Regions from separate parts of the Mus musculus genome. Here region 1 is linked to region 2. Evidence: chromatin contacts called from public Hi-C data. All regions are on one chromosome and are shown on one strand. The core of a region is the stretch at or near the end of the contact, and the rest is flanking DNA. Distances in the headings are between cores, read along the strand shown.

What was found. Hi-C and Micro-C count contacts between places; a contact is called where the count stands out from the background.
Region 1: a contact with region 2 is called in a Hi-C map of forebrain, with 2.5 times the contacts expected there. The contact joins two enhancer-like sites. A contact is called at or near these places in 3 of 484 Hi-C or Micro-C datasets (embryonic stem cells and forebrain), 1 of 115 datasets of contacts at active chromatin or transcription factors (large pre-B cells) and 3 of 9 other capture datasets (adipose tissue, embryonic stem cells and liver).

Annotation. Positions count from the first base shown.
Region 1 is chr13:83,650,741-83,656,942 of GRCm38.p6, reverse strand. It overlaps Mef2c (myocyte enhancer factor 2C), which reads right to left. Exons shown (of 11, transcript NM_001347575.1): 7 at 3,957-4,129; 8 at 2,322-2,345; 9 at 1,307-1,436; 10 at 591-726. Gm52044 (a long non-coding RNA gene) reads left to right here. Exons shown (of 3, transcript XR_003950630.1): 3 at 1-6,202. Among named protein-coding and RNA genes, the nearest start is that of Gm52044, 8.5 kb to the left of the region's middle. Within about 2 kb of position 1,777, at least 40 of the 459 cell types and tissues checked have an H3K27ac peak or open chromatin away from gene starts, as enhancers often do. A contact at or near this core is called in forebrain, where this site is marked.
Region 2 is chr13:83,477,706-83,483,845 of GRCm38.p6, reverse strand. No RefSeq gene overlaps it. Among named protein-coding and RNA genes, the nearest start is that of Gm33317, 23 kb to the left of the region's middle. Within about 2 kb of position 2,360, at least 12 of the 459 cell types and tissues checked have an H3K27ac peak or open chromatin away from gene starts, as enhancers often do. A contact at or near this core is called in forebrain, where this site is marked.

The DNA.
Region 1 (6,202 bases), core at 528-3,027, 170 kb before region 2:
CAAAAGTTATTTTTATGCCCAATATTCAGTAATTAGTACTGCATGTGCTAATTAGTATTTGTGCATATATTTTAACACAATGGCTATAACTAGACAACCTATGCTATTATATATGTTACACACATTTAACGCCCGAATAGAAATTCAACACTTGATTCTATGTACAGTAGACTCATATTAGAGGAAATCATGTAGTTTGTACTAAATGAGAACCTCAGCTCAAAAATGTAAAAAAAAAAAAAAAAAAAAAAAAAAAAAAAAAAAAACTATAAATACTTTCAATTTCCCATAAAAACTTCAGAAACCTCACCCAAACCTCCACTACTGACAGAAGGAGGAGGAAACAGACCCTAGAGTATTAAGGAAAGGCTATATATAAAGAATGTGCCTAACTGTTAGCACTCGCCCTTCACCAACAAACACGGGAAGGAATATTTAAGCTACTTGAAATATGTGATCAGAAAGTGGCTTTCCCAGCAATCAAATGTTATGCCCTTTAATGGACATGAAAGCGCATTGTTGAAGACAGACTTCTATCATGTAAAAGATACAGTCTCTGATTATGAAATAAAGACATAACTATTGCTTACCCCAACTGACTGAGGGCAGATGGCGGCATGTTATGTAGGTGCTGCTGCTGCCAGCCAGTTACAGAGCCGAGGTGGAGCGCACTGGCAGTGTTGAAGCCAGACAGAGATGACAGATCTGCGCTACTCAGAGAGTACTCTAGATGGGAGCGAAGGAGCGGCAAGGAGAGAGAGAGAGAGAGAGACAATTAGACTGTCAAATGGTAAGCAAAATCACACAGTTTCAACCTCTAAAACATACTTTGAATCAAAGTTTTTTGATTTAGGAAAAGAAGAAAATAAAACACCACGGATAATTTGAATTTAAAAAGAAAAAAAAAATATTATCCATCTGAGTAAGGATGTCACACTAGATCCACAGTAATAGATCCTGAAATGTTAGCACATTATACTAGCTTTGTTTAAAAGTGTAAAGGATCTATATATTTTATGATCTAGAAATAGGTTTTACATTAAAAATCTTCAAGAAAGTGAGTGTTCTACTACATTAAAGAGACAGTAGCTCAGTTTCTTTGAAATATTGAATTCGATTTGAGTAAATAAAACTTCCCATCACTTAAAAAGGAGCACTGTAGATCACTGAGTAAGACAGAGGTGCTTGTACCATGCATTCTGGACACAGGCCCCACACGAGCTCCCAACAGGGCAAAGAAAATAACTTTTAAAATATGCTTTTTAAAGTGTTTACTGTAATATTTGCACATAGCAAAGCTACTCACCAGTACCATATGTTGTTGAAATGGCTGATGGATATCCTCCCATTCCTTGTCCTGGTAAAGTAGGAGTTGCTACGGAAACCACCGGGGTAGCCAATGACTGAGCCGACTGGGAGTTATTTATCCTTTGATTCTTTTAAAGTAAATAAAAAGACATTATTGGTGGCAGATTTTAAAAAGTTAAAAATATTAGGTCTCACTATTAGTTTTTCACATAAAGAAATAAGTTGGTACAAAGCTCATGAAATTAATCATTTAACATGTGTCTCTATGAACTCTGCCAACCCTATCATTTACAATCCTTCAAGAGACCAGCTGTTGCCATAGTAACCCATTACATCAGTATCTCCTAGGCAACTGAACTAGTAACAAGTACCATAGCTTTATTATGGGTAAAAACAGACTACGTTGAGAACTGATGAAATATGTATACTGTACTGCTATTGTTTCAGTTTTATTCAAATGCAAATTAAAAAATTAAAATCAACCATAGTGGGTTTTGTGATCAGTTCTATGTACAGCAGAGCTGATAGATATGATTCAGGCTATGTTATGGCCAGCAGGTGGCGCTATGACCACTTTCTTCTGCTTCGACTTCCTTGCAAAAGGATGGCAAAGTAGCTAATGCCAGTATTTAACTCCTAATAGCCAGGAGGTAAAGGATGCTTACGCTCAAAATCCTGGTATTTTAAATTTTGAAAGAATAAGTGTCTTACTATTTAATAGCTAAAGATGCATTTTTGTGTTTCTATTTTAGAGTAAGTTCAGTCTTAATATTTAAAACATGGTCTTTAGGTAAAAGGTGGGGACAGAGGAAAAAGGCCTACAAAAACCAGCTATGCTTTCCACAGGCTGTCAATGATCCTAGAAATTAATGGTGTTTAAGCATAATCAGTACCCTCATTTATTGAGGTAAGTTTTAAAATCTTTCTGTTTGATCACAGCTAGCACCTTTCACTGAGGTAGTTCTGTTATCTTCCCGAGCATGCCCTTCAAGGGACGAGTCCTTCCCACTTACCAACAGCAGATCCACATCCTCAGACTGAGAGCATGGGGAAGGAGGGAAGGAGTTTATTAATTAGTGTCTGTAAATATTTATAACTGTGAAAATCTTTCTAGCAAAAGGAGATGCATCTTCTGATAGACGCAACAGTTTAAACAGCTTGGCACACGGGATGCCAAAGACAACTCCTTAACAAAGACATTCTTTGTTTCTCTTAGTGAGGTGTTCCTTGTCTCAAACCTGAAGACTGTCTATCTTGTTTGCAGCACAGGTCATTGTCTCTCTGTTTACTGTTGTGCCCCATACTTTGATAAAAAGATAATAGGAATCTACTTTAAACCCTACTTGCTAGAGGAAAAGGGAGTCATACATGACGAGAGTGAGAGCGAGAGAGAGAGAGAGCGAGAGAGAGAGAGAGAGAGAGAGAGAGAGAGAGAGAGAGAGAGAGAGAGAGAGAGAAAGAGAGAGAAGAGAGAGAGAAAGGGGGGGCTGATCCATGGGAATGTGTCAGTTTTAAGGGATATGGGATAAATGTGATGAGAGACACTGTGTGCCCTGCCTGACCCACACTCACAGCATCACTGTGGGAGGTTTTATTTCTTAGACTCAGGCTTTTCTAAAGGAAATGTCACATGTTATTTGATTTTAGCTAAATGCACAAAATGAATATATAATAAACAATCAGTTCACAGGACTATTTCACTCCTAGGCATGGCACAGAACAGAGAATTCTAAAACAAAGCAAAACAGAAGGAAATGTTTGTGGGGTAATTTAAATCTATCTGCTAAGTCTTTGCTATATATGTTCTCATTGTTAAGTTTTGCTGATTTGGAGAACACTCTGTCATCTATTGATCTATCTATCTATCTATCTATCTATCTATCTATCTATCTATCTTCTATCATTGTACCTACCTACTACCTATCTTTGTTTTTGGGCTTGATACCACAATATTCTTTTCATCTTATGCACAAGTCTCAGAGCAAGAAAATGATACAGCATGAGATTTTATATATGCTTAAGTTTACATTTCATATGTCTATATTTTCACTTAAAAGCTTCTACTACTTATTTTGGTTTAAAATGTAACATTGGTTCTCAAAATTTCTTGGGTTCTGAGAGTTAGATATTTTCATAAACTACAATAGGCAAAGATTAACTGAGACAATGCAAAGGCATATGATATATTAGATATTAAAGAAGTGATATGTAAGAAAGTATTCCCAATTAATGTAAGAAACCTCATTGAGGAATCAGTGAAAGTATTTTTCACTGTCAGTCAGCATTCTGAGAACATAAGTAGCTCAATAATGTAAAAATTCTCTCATGAAATACCCCACATAAGTATGGAATTCCTATGGAATATGATTTGATCAGGGTTAGAATTATTTTTCTAAGTATAAACGGACAGTCTTACGAAGGAATGTTTTTTCTTATTCTAGAAAGACTATCCAGAAGAAGGGTTTATTGGAATTTTTTAATATAGGAAAGGAAAATGCAAAATCAGTGACTACAACCCCATCAATACGATTAAAACATCCTCAGTCAGTGTTAATCGTCTGGGATGTCCTAAGAAATTCCTATCTAGACAATTAGTAGATACAGATAAGATATCATCAACATGTATTAAGAACAGAGCTGTGCATTACCACTGATGGCATCGTGTTCTTGCTGCCAGGTGGGATAAGAACGCGGAGATCTGGCTTACGATTATTCATTCCTAGATTCATAGGGGGAGGAGATTTGGCTTGTATATTCTTGTTCAGGTTACCAGGTGAGACCAGCAGGCCTGGTGAGTTCCGGGGGTTGCCGTATCCATTCCCTGTTAACACAAGAGATGACAAAACTCAGGGAGAAATCGAGGCGTGTGCATGTTTTTAAAGAACAGCTCATATGAAGATAAAAGGATACGCCTAGCTGTGAGTCATACAAATCAACACATGAAGGCTGACTGATTTAACTTCTGTGGGAAAGGCAGCTTGCCAGTTAATTGTTTCATATACCTCCAAAAGGATATTACAAACTTTTTATTTTTATAAGAAGAAAGCAAATCTTTAACTTGATCAGAAATCTGCATATCATATGTTTTTAAAATTTATTATTATTATCATCATTTGTTATTATTATTATTATTTTCTCCCCCTCCTCCACCCTCCGGAAGAGATTCAGACAGCCAGTTCAGGATCTAAGAAAAGTGCATAACTGATCCTGCACTTAATTGACGAGTTTGGCAGAGGCTGGCTGGAGTGACTCACTCTTCCAGTTCTTTGGTTTGGGTTTGATTCTGTGTGTCTGTGTGTCCTCAGATGAAGAAGGGGCAAGGCACCAAGGCTGTAATTTCTAGGGCGGGCGGGCAGGAGGAGGAAAAACTGCACGTACATTTTGCTCTTCAGTCTTCTCCACTCTAAGTGAATACTCTCTCTCCATGGCCTTTCTTACTTCAAGTTTACTCTCCTCACCAAGTTCAGCACATGGCCTGAAGCCTTGCACACTTCCTGCTCCTGAGAATCTTCAAAAGTGGCAGTCCTCAGGCACTGAAACCATGGTGCCTCCAGGCAAGTGCTGACTCATTCAGACACAGGGAGAGTTCACTAATCGCTAAGAATTAAGGCTCTTCCAGAATCTGATATTTAGCCTCCTACTAACAAAGTAGGTATTTGAAAGCCTCTGTTTTCCACTTTTAAAACGCACTACCCTCACTGATAGGAGCAGCTGAGGCGTTGGTTGGAAAGGCATCTTGAAGTGGAGTAGGAGCCAACCTGGGAAGCTATCTGTTGGTTTCCTGAGGGATAATAGGAGAAACCCACTGCTGGATTCAATAATGCTTCCTAGAAAACTAGCCAGTCGTCTTCCAAGTACCATTAAAGGAGATGGTTAATTTTATTGTTATATTCATTATTACCATCATTATAAAACACAACTATCTATTACTCTTAGAAGAAGGAGACCATGTGCTTCTCAGCAGGAAGGCAAAGGCAGCCTTGGAGGGCTCTGAGATTTCTTTGCAGTTAAGCAATGCACACTTATGGAACATGTACAAACAAAAAAAAAAAAACCAAGGGCAAAACGGTTGTAGAATAATATAGATTATATGTTATTCAATATCTATGGGAGAAGAGATTACCTAATGCAAGTTTAGGAAGAGGTAGGAACTAATGTGTATTTCAACAAATGAGAAGAAGAGGTAAGTTAGGCAGCTGACTTCGGTAACTGGGTAAGAGGCAGGCTGAGGGAGGATTTTACCCAGCATCTTTAAGAAAACTGGGAGGGATCTGCTTACAAAGGAGCCAGTGAAAACAGGGTTCTCTTCGTAGGTGCTCTTTGGAGAAGATGGTCAGTGGGGACTTCCAATTTTATGATGATATGTTAGAAGTAGAGACTACCCAGTTTCAGAACAGTGATAGAAACTGGTCCCTGAATGGTTAGACATCTGCAACACTGGAAAGGGTGGTCTTGGAAAAGCCTATGTGTATGGATCTTTCTTGAGTCTATGGCAATAGCTTCAGAAAGAAAACAAGGAGTTGGGAGGGGAACGCACAAGCATGTTTCAAAGAGATACTTACAGAAATGTTTTGCTATGCCAATACTAATTGTATGAAGTCATGGTTTCATTATGACATGCTCGCACACTTACACAATGCACTTCAATATATTCACCTTCTCTTGTTCCTTCTACCCCACGTTGGCTCCTTTCTTCCCAAACTGTCCCACTGGGGACTCTCTGAATTAAAATATATTTGGGTCATGTGGTCCAAAACACACTTATTCTTCATATCCAATTCATTTACCTGCTTTGTTTCATGAATAAATGAATAGGCTGAATATATAAAAACTCGCAAGGTTCAATCTTGCAACTGGATCATGGTAAAAATTAACAAGTATCTTGAGGCAAAAT
Region 2 (6,140 bases), core at 1,111-3,610:
GAGTCAGAATCACTGGATAGCAATGAGGACTTTGAATAATCATGCTTGTAGAATTAGAATTTCCTACCTATTAGCAAGTAATTAGCTGAAAGTATTAGCAAGAGATTTTTTTTTTTGAAAAGCACAGGGAGAAAAAGAGGCTTAGGCATGTGTTTATAAGATTATGTGTAGCCGAGATTCATGTGTGTTCTCCCCACTAGCACATTTACAGTGTACTGAAAATATACCTACTGAAAGGTATAGACATGTTTTGTCAGCTTTTTTTTTTAAAAAAAATAATAAGCCAGCTATTTAAACCACGGTACAGAGATCTTTCTTTCTTATTTATATGTATCCATTAAACATAACTATACACTAATCTTAAACTACTCTAGGATAGCTAGAGGATGGGAGACCAAAGCTACAGAAGACAAGTGTCCTTAAGAAATAATCTGAGAAAAGGCAGGCTGCTGATACCTTGCCTAGGGTTTATCCAGGTCAACTGTCAGGCAGAGGAAGAAAAGACTGCAAGCATTTGACAATAGTTTTTTTTTTTTTCTTCTCGCCATAAACTACATCATATTTTCTTATACAGAGTTTTCACAAGTTTTGACAATTTTAATCTTTTGAAAAAAATGCAAAGAATTTTGAAGAATGAAAGAGGAATTAGGAACAAAAAGAAGAATGAAACGTCAGAGAACATCCTAAGCTTCAAACAACTTCTTCATGAATTTTCCACGTGAAACAAGCTGCAGTTCAAATGGGACAGGAATTATTTCAATACTTGTCTTAGGGAAAAATGAGTCTCAAAAGTAGACAAAGTGGCTCTGGAGTTCTGATCCCTGGGACTCTATCGTTCAGGTCAGCAGCAACTAGCCACATCAGGCTATTAAGTGCTGGAAATGTTCCTAGTCCTATTTGCAGTGTGCTGCAAGTGTGAAAACCACAGCAGATCTCAAAGATATAATGCAAATAAAAGGAATGTAAACTATGCCATTACTACATTTTAAAACTAATTACATTATGGATACGTTGGGTTAAATAAGATACTTTGCTGAAATTAATTTCATCTGCTTCCATTTACTTTTCAACATGGTTACCAGGAGAATTAAAATGACTTTTGCATTTTGCATTTAGAGGTTGCATTTGATTTATATAGCTACATGGAGTATGCCATCTCTTCTTTTTCAGAAAACAAGTAAATAAAAAGATCTTCAAAGGAAGATCTGTGTGCTAAAAGTTTGAAGCAAAGTATTTGAACATCCATGGTAAGGGTGCCTCTCCATTTTATTGATCATGTTCAATTCCATTAATAAAGCATCAATCCATACCAAACATTAACAGTAGAATTTATGAAGGTATTCTAGATGTTATGTGGAGCCGAGGTTTGAGATTCAGAGCAGAGCGTTCTCGAACTAGATCCTCATGGATAGAGAACTCTAAGACAGAGTCTTTTCATTAGACATTGGCAAGTCTGCTCTAGGAGCCACAAATGTGGTAGAAGTGAACCTGAGACGTTTTTGGCTGGATTCCTATTTGGTGTCAAGTATTCAAGGGCATTTTGTCATTTGCACAGAAGGAATATTTGTGGGCTGTGATATAAACATATTCAAAAGGACTCCACTCATGAGTTGAGACCTTTGGCTGAGGACATAGGAAGAAACCATATTAAGGAATAGTTGTATAAGAGAAGTATCTTAAAGTAGGAACCAGGACACAATGAAAAAGACACGCCTGAGAGTATCTGTGCTTCTCACTTGAAAGGAACATTGCTCAACAGCACTCATGTGCAGTAACTTAGGGATAATTTATTAAAGCCACTTCTATGAGCTCTATGGAAATACAACTCCATTCTTGGGGAAACAAATGAACCTATTATTTCACTGAGAACACCTCTCATTAGTACTACAGTTTTGACTCAGGAAATATTAATATTTCTATAGTAACAGCTTTGAAATTTAAAAAGCAACAAAGGAAACTTGAAAGATGAGTGTAATTTTTCAAGATTTGAGCCAAAATGTGGGGGGCACACATTTGTATGGTGTATGAAATGGATTTTTACTTGAAAAAAATTCTAGTTCTAGTAGAAATGTGTCAGTTTGAAATTAATAACTGTTTTCCTTCGGTGCAGCCTGTGTAAAGAAACCGCTCCACTTCGGCACAGTTTCCCTTCCTTCCCAGATACATGGAAATTCACGACTGTTGCTGACAAACAAAATACCACAAGATTTGTCATACAAATCACATTATAAGAGGTTCCAAAATCTTGACAACGTTGACAGTTGTTTTCAGCAAATGGCTGCTTTCCTCTGCACTGTCAATGTTGATGTCCTTCTGCACATGTAAAAGAGCAATGTGATTAAGGCAAGCTTGTCCACGCTCTATCTGAGCCAAGTTTCCCGTCTCCGCGAGGCACTGAGAGATTGCTCAGCTGTTGTAGATAAGGCAGGAATAGCTAGCAGATTTCTGCCATTTAAAAAAAAAAAAAAGAAACCCAACGTTCTTTGGGCATGCATTTCTGTAGGAATTCACCAACATCTGCTGCTGACCCAAAGTATCCTATAGAAGTAGCACATTTAATTTGTATAAGCAATTCACAATGACATTAGTCAAAATTCATCGCCTTACAAAAATGATGAGGTCTGCTCACCAAAAGAAGATAGGTTGAAGCTGATTAAGTGTTTATTCTTGAAGTTGTCATTGGAGCTTCGGGCCTCATAACTGTTTGGCCCATCCTAAATTTATTTTCTGTGCATTCTCTAAATTATATTTTACAAGAGAAACTTTTTAGAGAAAGAATAAAGAGCTATGAGATCTTGGTGATTCCACAGAAGGCCTACATTTCACACTTATCTTTTTTTTTTATAGGCTCTCTGAAACTGTTTGATTTTTGGAAGCTAATTTATTCTGGAAGAATTTTGTAGTTGAATTTTAGTGTGATTTAAAATTGTCATATGTGCCATCCTCAAAAGAACATGCAAGATTTAGGTATCTCTTGTTGTCAGGGTAACTTTGAGAATCTGTAATTTCTTTGATTTTTGGACAGTAGCTTGTCTACCATTTTATTTACCAGTGCTGATTTAGAGAATCTACTCTCTGTCTGTATTTGACTTTGTTTCTTTTGAAATATGAGCACAGTTCAGATAAAAATAAAGAACTCTAGTTATTCTGGAGAAGTTGAACCTGCCCCATGGTACAGCATGTGTTGCTTGATTCATCTATTCTCACTCACGGTCACCATCTAGTACAGCTGCATGCATTAACTGTCTGGCTTCTCTTTGAAAATCTTAAGCCACATTCTTGGGAACAGTTGCTTCGTGTTGGTTGAAATTCTCAGTGGCACTTTTTTCCATTCACAGGAGCCAACAGCCTCCAAAGCAGACACATAGTTTCCAAGAACTCAGGCATAGTTCATGATTCCTGAATTTCAAATATTTCTTGTAGGAATCGGAATACCATGTACAATGTCTAAAACCTTTGCACTGGGAATTATAAGAAAAGTGCACATTTATATTGTCAAGTCAGCATACCTGATTTTAAATATTTTCATTCTTATGTCTAGCAGAGGGACAGTTTGAAAACTCACTCATAAAAAATTAATCCAATGGCTGTGAGCAAGCAATTATTTAAAGACATTAGCTTTCAGAAACATCAGAAGGAAAGGGATTGTGAATGGAATTATTGTATGCTTTTACAGAACAGCTCTGTGTTGTCTCATCCAGATTCATAATTTCCTGTGCACCTTTAAGGTTTTCTAAAAATATAGCAATTGAAAGCTCGAATTTTAGGTCCCAAATTACTGCCTTTCAGATCCATTGAGACATCTCAAAAATGGGTCAAGGTAACAATGCATAATTGGTAAGTTAACAAAAGTAACTAATGGAAATAAAATGAGAGTCAATATAATTGTGATAACCTGTAACACCTGTCTTTTTCAATGTCAACCACACCACAAGGCTGCAAGAGCTATCATCTTTATTTTTATGTAGTTAGCAGAAGAGAAGGAAGAGATTTCACATATAGTGTTCAGATCTTCTGACTACAGCTACTGCTTTAAAAAATACATAGCATCTAATAACAAAGACTCAAAGTAAATTTAAAAACCAAACTCTATACCAGTAAAGGAGAGTATTCAGGCCTGAAAACATGCATAAACTCTCATTTTCTTACTAACTTTTATTTCACGAAAGTTCCTCAGATTTTAATTTTGTAAAGTATTATCAGGACCATATTGACAAGACTGTTGCAATGGAAATATATTTGAATTTGGGTGGTAATACTTAATTTACAATATTTGTGCTGTTCTAGGCTCCAATCTTTTTGTTGGTATTGTTTTCAATTCCAGAAGCACAAAATCTGCCAAAACCCTGACATTTCCTCCATCAGTATCTCCTTTGTGTCAATTCATTTGTTGATAGTATATGCCACTAAATACATATGTCAATAGTGATACACAAAAGCAGAGAGTGAGAAAATCAACTATTACTCATATATTTAATTTTAAAAGAAATGTGTCTCAGTGTATGTTTTAATAACCAAATTCCTCAATAAATATTTTGAATTTAATTGCTCCCACAATTACTCTTTATAACTGAGGATGGATAAGGTGTCCCTCATGGAGTTTTGTGAACATCAGAAATGTTATCTTGCAAACAGTTTAAAAAATAAGATTTCTCTGCAAGTCAAAATGACTCTGAGATTCATTCTTACTCTTGTCAGAATGGCTAAGATAAAAAAAACTCAAGTGAAAGCACATGCTGGCGAGGGAACACTCCTCCATTTCTAGTGGGAGTGCAAACTTGGGCAATATCTTTGGAAATAAATTAGAAGTTTCTTAGAAAACTGAGAATAATTCTATCTCAAGATCTAGCTATACCTGCCCTGGGCATCTACCTTAAAGATGCTCCACCATCTCATATATACATGTTCCACTATGTTCCCAGCAGCTTTTTTTTTTTCTCCCACAATAGCCAGAAACTGGAAACAATAGAAGAATTTATAAAGAAAATTTATACAAAGGAATACTTCTCAGCAATTAAAAACAAAGACATCATAGTCCTTGTAGGCAAATGAATGAAACTAGAAAATATCAACTTGAATGAGGTAACTCAGACCCAGAAAGACAAAGATGGTATGTACACACTTATAAGTGGAAAAAAGCCATAACGTTCAGCTACAGCCCACAGACTCAAAGAACCTAATTAACAAGGGGGACCTCAGGGAGGATGCTTGAATCTCACGTAGCCGGGGAATAAAATACACAAGGGGGGAGATTGAGGGGGAACTGAATGGAAGTTAGGTGAGTAGGGAATCTGGAGGGATCAAGGGTTGGGAGGACTGAGGGAGAGAGAAGTAGAATCGGTGTCTGGGGAACAAGCTAGAAACCTAGGACAGTGGAAAGTCCCAGAAATCTATGAGGGTGAATTTAGCTAAGATTCCTAGCAGTAGGGGCTATGGAACCTGAAAAGGCCACCTAGAATAACCAGGCAGGACTTCCATTGGAGGAATGGAGCTACCAACTCAGTCATAAAAACCTTTAACCCACATTTTTTTTTATGTCTACAACATGTGCAGTGCTAAAGAGGGAGCAGAAACTGAGTGCATATCTGACAAATGACTGGCCCACCTTGAGACCCATCTTGAGGCCAGGAGAGAGAACCCATCCGTGACACCCTAAATGATATTCTTCTATACTTTCAGACATGAGCCTAATATAATTGTCATTTGTGAGGCTCACCCAGCAACTGATGGAAACATGCAGACCAACAGCCAAACGTTAGGCTAAGCTTGGGAAACCTTGTGGAAGAGGGGGAAAATATTGAAGAATCCAGTGAGGTCAAGGACAACACAACAAAATCTACAGAGTCAGCTAATCTGATAACCCATAGAGGCTGAGACTGAACTTCCAACCAGAGGGCATCCATGGGATGAAACTAGACCCCCTTACACATGTGTAACAGAGGTCCAGCTTGGTTCTCATGTGGGACCACTAACAGCAGACGGAGGGGTTCCTCTGACACTCTGTTGTCTTCCATTGGATCCCGTTGCCTTGTCTAGGCTCAACAGAACTAGATTCACCTAGTCTTATTGCAACTTGGTATACAGTGGGAGGCCTCCTCTTCTTTGAGGAGAATGGGCCGGGGAGATTGGGGAATTGAGGG